Linked DNA regions of Mus musculus: all the other regions are linked to region 3. The links are chromatin contacts, called in public Hi-C and HiChIP or PLAC-seq maps. All regions are on one chromosome and are shown on one strand. The core of a region is the stretch at or near the end of the contact, and the rest is flanking DNA. Distances in the headings are between cores, read along the strand shown. Region 1 overlaps Gm41980 (a long non-coding RNA gene). Region 2 has its middle 7.4 kb from the start of Gm51650. Region 3 has its middle 23 kb from the start of Gm31772.

Region 1 (3,646 bases), core at 471-2,970, 440 kb after region 3:
GTTGCCCAGGAAGCAGGGTTGGCACCTGCTATGTACCTGCACAGTGACAACCAATAAAGTCGCTCTGGGGTTTCTGCTTCTTATTAGGATCCCAGGATGGAATGGAGAGGGAAGAGCAAAGACACAAGGCCGCTTCCCCACACTCTCCAGGAGCTCTGAGGGCTTAGATGTGTGGGTGGCGGTGCTACTGGAGGACGTGAAAAGAAGCACAGGAAGGGACACAGAGGCAACGGTAAGAAATAGGTTGGGGTCACTTCTTAAGTATGAAGCTAATTGCTATAGGGGAGCAAGCTTGTGAGTTCATACCTCCTGAGGGGCAGAAAGCCCAGCTCTGGGGCCACAGCAATTGGGAGAAGGGGTGAGATAAGGCTACAGGAGCCCCGAAGCTTCTGCTGAGGAGGCTGGGCTTTACATAACGAGCCACTGGGAGTCACGAACACAGGAAGATGATTCAGCCAACACATGGCGGCACAGGGAGACAATTCTATCTTCCTGTGGCGAGGGGGCGCAGACTCAGGTGTTAGCATTCATAGCAGCCGGAGCGGAGCAAGCCTCCGTAGCTGGGACACCGAACTGCCTGCCGGGGATCAGGAAGGCCGAGGGGCAAAGGTGGCTTGTGGGGAACTGCAGGAACTCTGGCCGAAACGTGGGGGCATCCAGTAAAGATGCGGCTAGGTGTGGGTGGGCAGGAAGAGTTAGGCGTTAGGGGGCTGAGAAGGAGGGGCAGGAGGGACCAGCCGTGGGGGGAGGGCTTTCTAAGTCCGAGGGAGTAGGGTCTAAGAGCAGGCTTTCTCTAGGTCATTCCCACATGCAGGTGAGCCGGGAAGACCAGCTGCTGGTCTTTCCAGTTGTCAGTGGCAGGGGAAGCCCAAGTTTCCATGCAGGGGGATTGCTGGTTCTGCTGACAGGCACCCCGTGCTTCCTGTTTCCTGATTGTAGAGAGAGCTATGTTTTTCCTCCAGGGAAAGAGGAAGTAGTCCCACAGCTGTCCCAGTAGCGGCTTCTGAGGTTCACCAAGGTATGTCCCTGGTTGTCTATTGGGCCTTTGAGTCCCTGTCCAAGATCCCAAGCCCATTGGGCAGTGAAAAAGGTTTTCTTTGTCTTACCAACTTCTAGGCCAGTATTTCCCAACTGTGATTAAAAGGAGCACCACCTAGGGAGTTATAAATAACCCTCGTGCCCAGGCAACAACCAAGACCAATTGAACAGAGTCTGAGGGGGAGAGCGTATTTGAAAGCACCCTGGAAGATTGCAGGGTACAGCCAAGCTTGGCAATCTCAAGTCCAAGTCCATGTTCCCGTAAATGGTGCTATTAACAATGGAGCAGGTGTTCCTGATGTCCTGAAAATGTGGCAAGGCCAGTCCAGGCTTCAGGGAAGGGCTTAGCAGGGGGAAAGGTCATTACCGATGTGAACAGCTTCTTAGTTACAAAATTGTCTACTTCCTCCTTGTCAGACAGCTGTGGACACCTGGACTGGACCCTTGTCCCTGTTCTCTAGGGTTGGGACAATTCCACACACACACCTGTTCTTATCTCTAGAACAGATTCAGGCTATGGTTCGAGTGTGTAGCTCGGACTGTTAAGCTAGCATACGGGAAAGCTGAGTGACTTTAGCCACCTACTCCAGATTTTCTCTCCCCAGGTTGGAGGTTGTGTTCAGGGTACCAGCACGGTCTGGTTCTAATGAGGGCTTGCTCATTTCCTGGCTTGCAGACAGCAGCTTTCTGCTCGTATCTTCAAAAGACAGAGGAAACTCTGGTTTCTCTTCGGAAGGTTAATCCTTCCAGACTCCAGTCTCCTCATGACCTCACTTAGAGTTAATAATCTTCCAAAGGGGTCCATGGAATCAGGGAGAGAGTACGGATGTCTTTCCTCTATACTTGTAGTGTGTGTGTGTGTGTGTGTGTGTGTGTGTGTGTGTGTGTGTGTGTGTGTGTGTGTGTGTACACGAGTCTCATTGGCCGCACAGGCTACCTGAGAGGGAGGAAGTGGGAGGAGTGGGTGGCTGCTCTTCTTGGCTGATCTCTGGAGACCTGCCTGCAGGTCTTGCAGTTGTGCACGCCCACCACACTGCCTGTCACCTCAGATGGATGATCAAGTCATACAGATGCATCCTCAGTACTTCTGGCTCCGCCTCCGTGGGCGGCGCCTCCCTGGCTTAGCAAGTCTGTGCTTTGATATTGAACTGCTTTTCTTTGCTCTGGGTGATTTCTTCATCACTGCCACTCATTAGTGTTCTTTGTTCCCCACAATTCGCTGGGGTTTACATAATGCTACTCGATTTATGTATTTTAATGCACACATTCTCATTTCGTTTCATTCAGGGAACAGGAACGAGGGTCCAGTCCAGGTGCCCACAGCTGTCTGGCAGGGAGGAAATACACAGAAGCAGTTCACACTTGTAATGACCTTTCCTTTGTACTTTTCCTTTTAAATAACTTTTTGTTTTATTTAGGCTGTGCACGGTTTCATAACTTACATCTTTTTAAAAAATCAATAATTATTAGCTATTCCTTTATATCTCTAAGGATCCTGAATATTTTTTCTTTTTTTAAAAAAGACTTATTTATTTTATGTATGTGAGTATACTATTGCTGTTTTCAGACACACCAGAAGAGGGCATCAGATCTCATTACAAATGGTTGTAAGCTGCCATGTGGTTGCTGAGAATTGAACTGAGGACCTCTGGAAGTCAGTCAGTGCTCTTAATCGCTGACCCATGTCTCCAGCCCTATATTTTTTTCATAACATCTATCACTACTTGGCATATTATCCTTCCCACAGTGTGTGTGTGTGTGTATGTGTAAATGTATGCGCCAGTGTGTATGCATGTGTATGTGTGTGTTTGTGAATGTGTATATGTGTGTGAGTGTGTATATGTGTGTGCATAAGTATGTGTATGTGTGAGAGTGTGTATAGTGTGTATGTGTGTATGTATTTGTGGGTAGAACAGATGATGTCACGTGTCTTGCTACATGGCTTTCTACCTTCTTTTGAGACAGGCTCTTTCACTGAACCTAGAGCTCACTGATTCAGCTGGGACAACTAGCAGTGAGCTTTAGGGCGCTGCCTCTCTCCTCCCGAGCCCAGCGCTGAGATTAGACCCCTAAGGCCGTGCCCATCGTTTTTTTAGGTGAGTGGTGGAGATCCAAACCCAGATGCCCTGCTTGCAAGGCAGACTTCCTAACTGGACTCAGTTCCTAACAAGTACTCATTTAGACTTTACTAACGGAACCATCTCAGCTTTGGATTCTAAACTTTAAACTTTTTCGATTTTATCTATTGCTGCTAAGTGTTTGGAGGGGCCTTTGGATCATCAACTTACAGTAAATACTACGGTGCCTGGAAGTCCTGTAATTAGAACTCATTTAGAAGACCATCAAACCTATTATAACAGGGCCTTAGGGGTTTGCTCTTGAAACTGCAGAATACTGATGTCTGTCACTGTTAAAGTTCACCTTGTTCCTCCTCCTCAGTCTAGGAGGGGGCGGGGGTGGAGGTGGGGAGGAAACAGAGGCCAAGGGATTTGCTTCAGGCCCTGCATCTTGTTAGTAGCAGAGCCAGGACGGCAAACCTGATTCCACAGCCTGGGGCTTTGTACTTTTGCTTTTGAACATCCACTTTCTTTCACAGCATGACCTGCCT
Region 2 (3,237 bases), core at 291-2,790, 470 kb after region 3:
AAAAAAAATGGCTCTCTTGTACATTTTATATATTAAAATTAAGAAAATTAAAATTTTCTCTTTGGAACTTTGAGTATTTGGATCTCAGTGGGTGGGTGGGCAATAACAAATGAACGATGTTGTGTGAGGAATGTGTCATAGTCAGGGCCTGGGGATGATGCTCTCTAAATGCACTGGTACTCGCTTGGACCCCACGGGCTTGCTACCCTGCTTTCCACTTCTTTTTGCGTATGTGAAGCAAGCTACTTATAAGAAGGAAGGGGTTATTTAAGCTCATGGTCTCTGAGGTGTAAGTCTACTGTCACTAGATGCCATCATTTTGGGCCTGTAGGGAGGCAGAACATGGTGTGTGTGTGTGTGTGTGTGTGTGTGTGTGTGTGTTGGGGAGTATGGTTGTATGGTTGAGCAAAACTATTTAATTCATGGCATCTGGAGAAAGGGGGAGGGAAGGAGAGAGGGAGAAAGAGAGGGGTGGAGATTATGACTGGATATGACTGTTGTCATGCCTTGCAAGGTATAACCCCCATGACCTCACTCCCTTCCGCTGGGTCCCACCTCCTAAGGACTTTTACCACCTCCTGGTCCTGTCCCTCACTGGCAATGAAGTTTTCAACTCATGCCTTCGGGGGACATTTAAGATTCATAAAATTGTAACCACATGGTTGCTAAGGTTATTATGAAGCAGAAAATTTGAATAATGATTGTTTTGTTCTCCAGCCCTTTGAGGCTTACATCCCTGCTGGGAAGGAAGCTGAGCAGATTTTCAGTTTTCTCTCCTCTACCCCGCCTCCTGCAGCCCCCCTCCCCGACTGCAGAATGGAACCCCAAGACTGACTGCACCATACACAATGAATCTTGGGTGCTTTTCCCCATGGGTGTAAGAGAGCCAGGGCTACATCATAGGAGAAGGAGCCACACACCCAGGCAAGATATTCTTCTAGGGAAGGGTACTTTGGAGTTAGGCGTGTCCAACCCATAGAGAGAAAAAGAGCCTGTACACGGCTCTGTACAGGGGTTTCCAAGCTTACTCGTTCCTGGAGTTTTCTTTTCCTACAGGCCGCCAGGGTGCGCCTGGTGCCTCCGGCCTCTGCGGCCGGTTCCTCATGTTGCCACTGGGTGGTGCTGTGTCCCGCGTGTACAATGCTGTTTCAGACCAAGTGGCTAACCTAGTCCTCAGCAAATCTGTGTGTTCTGGAAGCTACCGGGGCCATGGCTACCGGGGCTTACAGCCCAGAGCTGGAGTAGAGATGGTGTTCATGTAAGAGAGCAGCCTTAGAGAGAGGAGCCTTCATTCCATACAAAGTTCTGCAGGGTTTTCTGGGGAGGCCCTTGGTTTCTGACTTGGCTTTGCACCCAGGCTAAACAGAACCCGAGTTCTGGTGTTTTTAGGCGTTAGTTACCCACGTATTGGTGAATTCCAAGCTACCAGTGAGCAGAGATATACAGAGGAGACAGCGTGAGTCTCTCTAGCTAATGTGACCACGGAGATGAGTGGTTAATTCTCGCAACCTCGATTTCCTTTCCTACAAAATGGGCTAAGGCATTACTCGGAAAGTACCCGGAAAGTAAGAGGAAGTAACTTGATCTCACCTACCCCTTAAAATGGCTCTGCTTGTTCTAAAGATCTGGTTTCATGTCAGCTTTCCCAGTGAACTACAAAGTCTGTGAAAGCAGAGACTACACATCCCACGGCCATCTTTGTATTTCTAGTGTCTGGCACAGGGCCTGGCACATAGTATATGCTCAATAAACATGTCAACATCAAACTGAGAGCTATGTGAGCAGATCACGTGGTGGGGATTGCTTATGCATGATAACAGCTGTGCAGAGACCCTTCCCTTGGGTTTACATCTGGGCTCTTGGGCTCCTTCTGTGACTCTGGGTGAGCCATACATCTCTCCTCCTGAGCTTTCTCTGAACCATGGAGGGTTAACTTGTTGATTCTTGCATGGATCCTTCCAGAGATGAGGCATATTTCATCTTTTCAAAATGCTGTGGTCGTGGACTGTCGTATCCTGGGCTGGTTTTCAGAAGGAGTGGTGTGGTTGTGTTCCTTGGGCTACCCAAGTGCTGCTGCCCAGGCTTATGAACTTAAGTTTGTATCACTAGAGGCTGGTGGGGTAGGGGCTGAGACACGGGCATCAAGATCTCCTTGGCTCCTCCCCAACTTGTTCTAAGTCTTTAGAGCAGAATAGAGGACATGCCAAGGTTGCCACACCAAATGTAAAAGTGATGCCTACACATGGGAAAAGGAGTCTCTCTGGCTTTCTCCCGACAGAACATCAAATCCACCATGGTCCTGCCAACCCTAGCTCTGAGGCTGCCTCCCTGTGTGCTTCCAATAGCATAAGCCGTGCCCTCCCCCCAATCTCCTGTGTCCCCTGACACCTCAGCTGCTGCCAGCAACCCCCAGCTTGGCACTGCATGCTGCTGCCCACCAGTGGTGGCTTCCTTGTCTCCTGGCTTCCTTCTAGCTGCTTCTGTCTGCAGGGGGGTAGGGAGGGGTGTGTACGTCTGAAGTGTGGGGCTGGCCTCCCAGTGAGCAGGGGAGAGAGCTGCCTCAGGTTGTCTGATCACTGCAGGGGCTAAGCCCTTACCTCCTTCCACCACCCTAGCCCTCTCACCCCCCCCCCATCTGCTCACAGAGGATGTGGCTTCATTCTCCTTCTCTGGGAGTGGGTCTGGAGTATCATGCAGCTCCAAGTCCCAAGGCTTTCTCCTTCCAAGCAGCCCTTTGGGAAGGGTCTGTGTGAGGCATCTATCACCTTTCCATCTCCGGACACTGTGTCCATTCCAGTGCTTAGCTTGTCTTGCTGAGACCACCCTTCTTGCTGATTGACTGTGCCCACTCCTCTTCTGTTACCTCTGATTCTTTTTGCCAGTTCTTACCTGGGCTACTGCTATGACTTGCTAACAGGGGTCTGATTGCTCCCTTGACACCTTCTGCATTTGAGCATATTCTCTAATGTAAGTCTACTCAGGTCTCCCTCCTTTTCTCTGTCTCTATTCTTTCTCCTTCCTTCCTTCCTTCCTTCCTTCCTTCCTTCCTTCCTTCCTTCCTTCCTTCCTTCCTTCCTTCCTTCCTTCCTTCCTCTCTTCCTTTCTTTCTCCTTCTTTCTTTCCACCTTCCCTTTCTTTCACAAATGTGCCACATACTGTTCCAGACACCTGAAACAGGGCAGGAGATGAGTACAACCAAGACAGACACGGTCTCAAGTATCTGTGGGCCACACATAC
Region 3 (3,572 bases), core at 464-2,963:
CTCTGGGCTTCATGCCTAGCTTGCATCATCTCCCACAGGGTAAGAGCATCACTTTTAATGGGCTCTATTGTTTCTTACCCTCCTGAAAAAAAGAACAGGTCTGTTTGCAAATGGACCTTCTTCCCAGGACGCGGGTCTGAGGGATAAAGGTGTCTGTGCCCATTAGGAAACTCAAGGGGATGTGGACAAAGATGTGTAGGAGCACTTTCTCTGCTGTTTTGGTTTGATTTAGTTTTTGAGCTAGAGATTGCTGTTGCCCAGGTGGGCTTTGAACTGGTCCTCCTGTCTCCACCTCCCAAGGACTGAAAGTGCAGGTATGCACCACCATGCTTGGATTCTGAGTGCTTTAATTAAAACAACACAATTAAGCAAAACCTTTTAAGATTTTTTTCCTCTAAGATTTAAAAGTTTTTAAAATAGAGACCAGGCACCACCTGGTCTCTAGTGATGTGATCTCTCCAGAGCTCTCCCACCGCCCCCTGCGAACCCAGCACCTCCTAACCTTCTTAGGCTTCTAGCTCTGTGAAACCTCCTGTAATCTGCTCAACACAATCTGGATCATTCACCTTTGACCTCTCCTGGTCTTGGTTCTACCTTGTGGTTGTTCAATAAACACCGATTAAATGAAAAACACTGATTTAACCTTTTCTTCATCCTCTTTGAGCCTTCAGATCTTTATCACTGCTCTTACCTTAAATCCTCTCTCTCTCTCTCTCTCTCTCTCTCACACACACACACACACACACACACACAGAGCCATTTAAAAGTATCCTTAGTACATATAATATTTCTAAATAGTGGGATTGAGTTTCTAATGAATTTGAGCCAGAAGCTGTTTTATATGGAATGTAATTTTGTGCAAGCTCAAACCCCTAATTTGATATTTAATCTCATAATACCCTGCCCCATGGTATCTCTGATAAATAATTCCCTTTTGCTTCTGGGCATTTTGCATACATTTTCTTGCTGTCAAATGATCATGCATGCTATCTAGTGATAGGGACACTTAGAAATGCTAATTTGTATAAGGCTAATACTAGTTAGGGTGTGTGTACAGAAAAATTATTCAAATATAAGCAGTGGGATAGAGGAAAGGGATAAAAGAATATTAAGTAGAAGATAAAATATAGATTGCAATTTAGCCCAGGGCAGGAGAAGCAAATACAGAATCATCTCAGGTGGAAGAGGTATTTAGACTCATACTTGAATAATGTTAATTTACAAAAAGCCTAAACTCTCTCTGATTCATTCTAAACTCTGATTTAAAAAAAATTTTTTTCCACAAGTTGCCAGGCTCATAATGAGCAAGAAACATTCTACTCTGGAGCACTATACTCTGGTCTGTCTGGCAATGATTCTGAGCCTTTTGAGGGAAGCAGGGGTGGGAATCTCTGGCCCTCTGCTTCATGACAGGTGTCAGCTAGCACATGAAAAGAAACAGAAAACGGCTACGCGATGACGGACTAGGCCTCGGGGATGGAATCTTTTCATACCCATAGAATGAGGCTTTAGAGGACAGCATGCATCTTATGAAGGAAAAACAAACAAAAACAAAACAAAACAAAAAACCAAACGAAGCCTACAAGGGGGAGGAAAGGCTCAAGGAAGGAAGAGAGGAAGAGAAGGGAGAAACTGCTGCCTGCAGAGTTAATGGAGTCTGAAATTGCTTACACTTTCAGGGACTTCTAGGAAGCCCCGCCTCATTTCTTTGAACTATGACTCACGCACGTCCTTACTCAGGAGCAATGCATCCTTGCTCTGACAGAGCCTTAAAATGCTTACTTTATATGGATCAGGCAGCTTCTCCATTCTTTGTTTGGGGTCATCTATTTTATAGGACCGAGGTAACTATGTTGTTGCACACATCCAAGAGAAAAGATGTCGTTGTCTGGTGCCTCTACTCCATCCTTTAGGCTGCTCACCCCTTGGGGTAGGCCACTTTCTTTGTGGTCCTTGGTTCCCTTAGAACTGCAGCTAAGGGCAAGATGTAGGGCCGCCTGGGCAGAGGAGGATGGAGTAACAGGCTGTGTTTAACAAAAGTTTGCATGGCTGTTTTCACCAAGGATCTTTCTCTATGTTCGAAAACATTACACACCTTTTATAATGTCAGACTGGGATGTCTAAGAATGCTTAACACGCAGGCAAAGCAAACCTGCTGAGAAATGGTTGGCTTTCCAGCCTTCTGGTCTCTGGATCTCACCTTATCTCTCTTTAATTCTCAGTAGAAGTGTTATCACCACAGACCACTATCAAAATCTGCCTTCAGGAACGGAGTTAATGAATTCATTCACATAGGTGCTGAGGCAGAAGAAGAAAGTTACGTCTAAAGCTCCTAAAGGGTTCATAATTATTTGGCCATGTAAGACAATGAGTCCTAGAGAGTTGGGGGGAGGAGGAGGAAGAGAGGAGAGAAGGGAAGAGGAAAGAAGAGGATAATCAGAGGAAGTGAGAGGGAGTTTGGGGGGCGACAGGAAAAGCTTTCTCAGAAACTAAGATTTTTGTACTTCCCAGAATTCAACTTACCACAAGTAGCTCTTTATCAGGTTTGGAAAAGGACTGTCGCAATTCAAAATAGGCAGAGTCTGCTGTTTTCTGAACTGAGCTATTGGAAGCACAATCAATTCTACTTTTATTGAGCACTTACCGAGTGCTAAGCACTATACAAGCCATTTTTTTTTCTTTTATTCTCACATTTGTGTAGAATGCCATTCAGGATTCTCCCGGCTGATCTGAATTGAATGGGCATAATTGAAAAGAACATTTCTTGGCTACTAACAAGCTGGGAGGGTCAGACAAAGGGATGGTTCCTGACAGTGGGACTTAAACATCACCAAACCTGTCTCCCTTCATCTCCTGATTGGGATCCATCTTCCTTCCTGTGTTGGCTTTGTCCTCAGGTTCCCTATAGACTCACATGACTGGCCAGCTAACTTCTCCTCCAGAGTCTGCATTTCAGTAGAAAACAGCCTTCAAGGCCCCCGTTTCCCTTGAGTGCTCAGAAGCCCTCAAATGGAAAACTGTCATGGGCCCAGCTCTGAACTGCCCTGTGGCCAGAGGCTCTCAGACTGGTCCTACCATGCTTCACATCCCCAGGTTAAGGTGGTGGGACCATAACCAGAGCAGGGGGTACAGAGAAGGGGAGGAGGCTCCTCAAATGGAAACTATGGAAATAGGCAATAAGAAACATGCATGGCCTCACTACATGTTAGGCTGCGTTTGACAGAGGGAAAATACTGGCTTGGTGGAGGGGAGGGTTGCATAACTCACCGAAGGTTATTGGTAGAAGTTGTCAGAACAGAGAGCTGAATCCTATTTATTGTATTTAACAAGCTATAGCTGTTGTTCCATTTATTCAGAGGAAATCTGTTTGATCTTTAAATAAAAACAAAAATACGTAATTGGAGCAAATGAATCAAATTTTCCATAATGAAAACCCTCCCTAGCTTGTCCTGCAAATTTGTCCCAGGAGGCAGCCTAGAAGAAACCCTCTGAGGGCACACAACTGTCTTCTCAATAGTCACAGCCAAGTTATACTGCCATGGGAGAGAGTGAGTGGCTGTTCCTAAAGACAC

Evidence for each region. Hi-C and Micro-C count contacts between places; a contact is called where the count stands out from the background. HiChIP or PLAC-seq counts read pairs in DNA pulled down with a chosen protein or histone mark.
Region 1: a contact with region 3 is called in a Hi-C map of CD8 T cells, with 2.0 times the contacts expected there. The contact joins two enhancer-like sites. A contact is called at or near these places in 1 of 15 datasets of contacts at CTCF or cohesin (large pre-B cells), 2 of 484 Hi-C or Micro-C datasets (CD8 T cells and embryonic stem cells), 2 of 115 datasets of contacts at active chromatin or transcription factors (embryonic basal ganglia and large pre-B cells) and 1 of 9 other capture datasets (embryonic stem cells).
Region 2: a contact with region 3 is called in an H3K27ac HiChIP or PLAC-seq map of regulatory T cells, with 9 times the contacts expected there. The contact joins two enhancer-like sites. A contact is called at or near these places in 2 of 115 datasets of contacts at active chromatin or transcription factors (astrocytes and regulatory T cells).

Annotation. Positions count from the first base shown.
Region 1 is chr1:155,026,190-155,029,835 of GRCm38.p6, reverse strand. It overlaps Gm41980 (a long non-coding RNA gene), which reads left to right. Exons shown (of 6, transcript XR_001779499.2): 3 at 88-232; 4 at 963-1,018; 5 at 3,004-3,134. Among named protein-coding and RNA genes, the nearest start is that of Gm41977, 6.9 kb to the right of the region's middle. Within about 2 kb of position 1,720, at least 140 of the 459 cell types and tissues checked have an H3K27ac peak or open chromatin away from gene starts, as enhancers often do. A contact at or near this core is called in CD8 T cells, where this site is marked.
Region 2 is chr1:155,004,599-155,007,835 of GRCm38.p6, reverse strand. No RefSeq gene overlaps it. Among named protein-coding and RNA genes, the nearest start is that of Gm51650, 7.4 kb to the right of the region's middle. Within about 2 kb of position 1,540, at least 40 of the 459 cell types and tissues checked have an H3K27ac peak or open chromatin away from gene starts, as enhancers often do. A contact at or near this core is called in regulatory T cells, where this site is marked.
Region 3 is chr1:155,470,917-155,474,488 of GRCm38.p6, reverse strand. No RefSeq gene overlaps it. Among named protein-coding and RNA genes, the nearest start is that of Gm31772, 23 kb to the right of the region's middle. Within about 2 kb of position 1,713, at least 37 of the 459 cell types and tissues checked have an H3K27ac peak or open chromatin away from gene starts, as enhancers often do. A contact at or near this core is called in CD8 T cells and regulatory T cells, where this site is marked.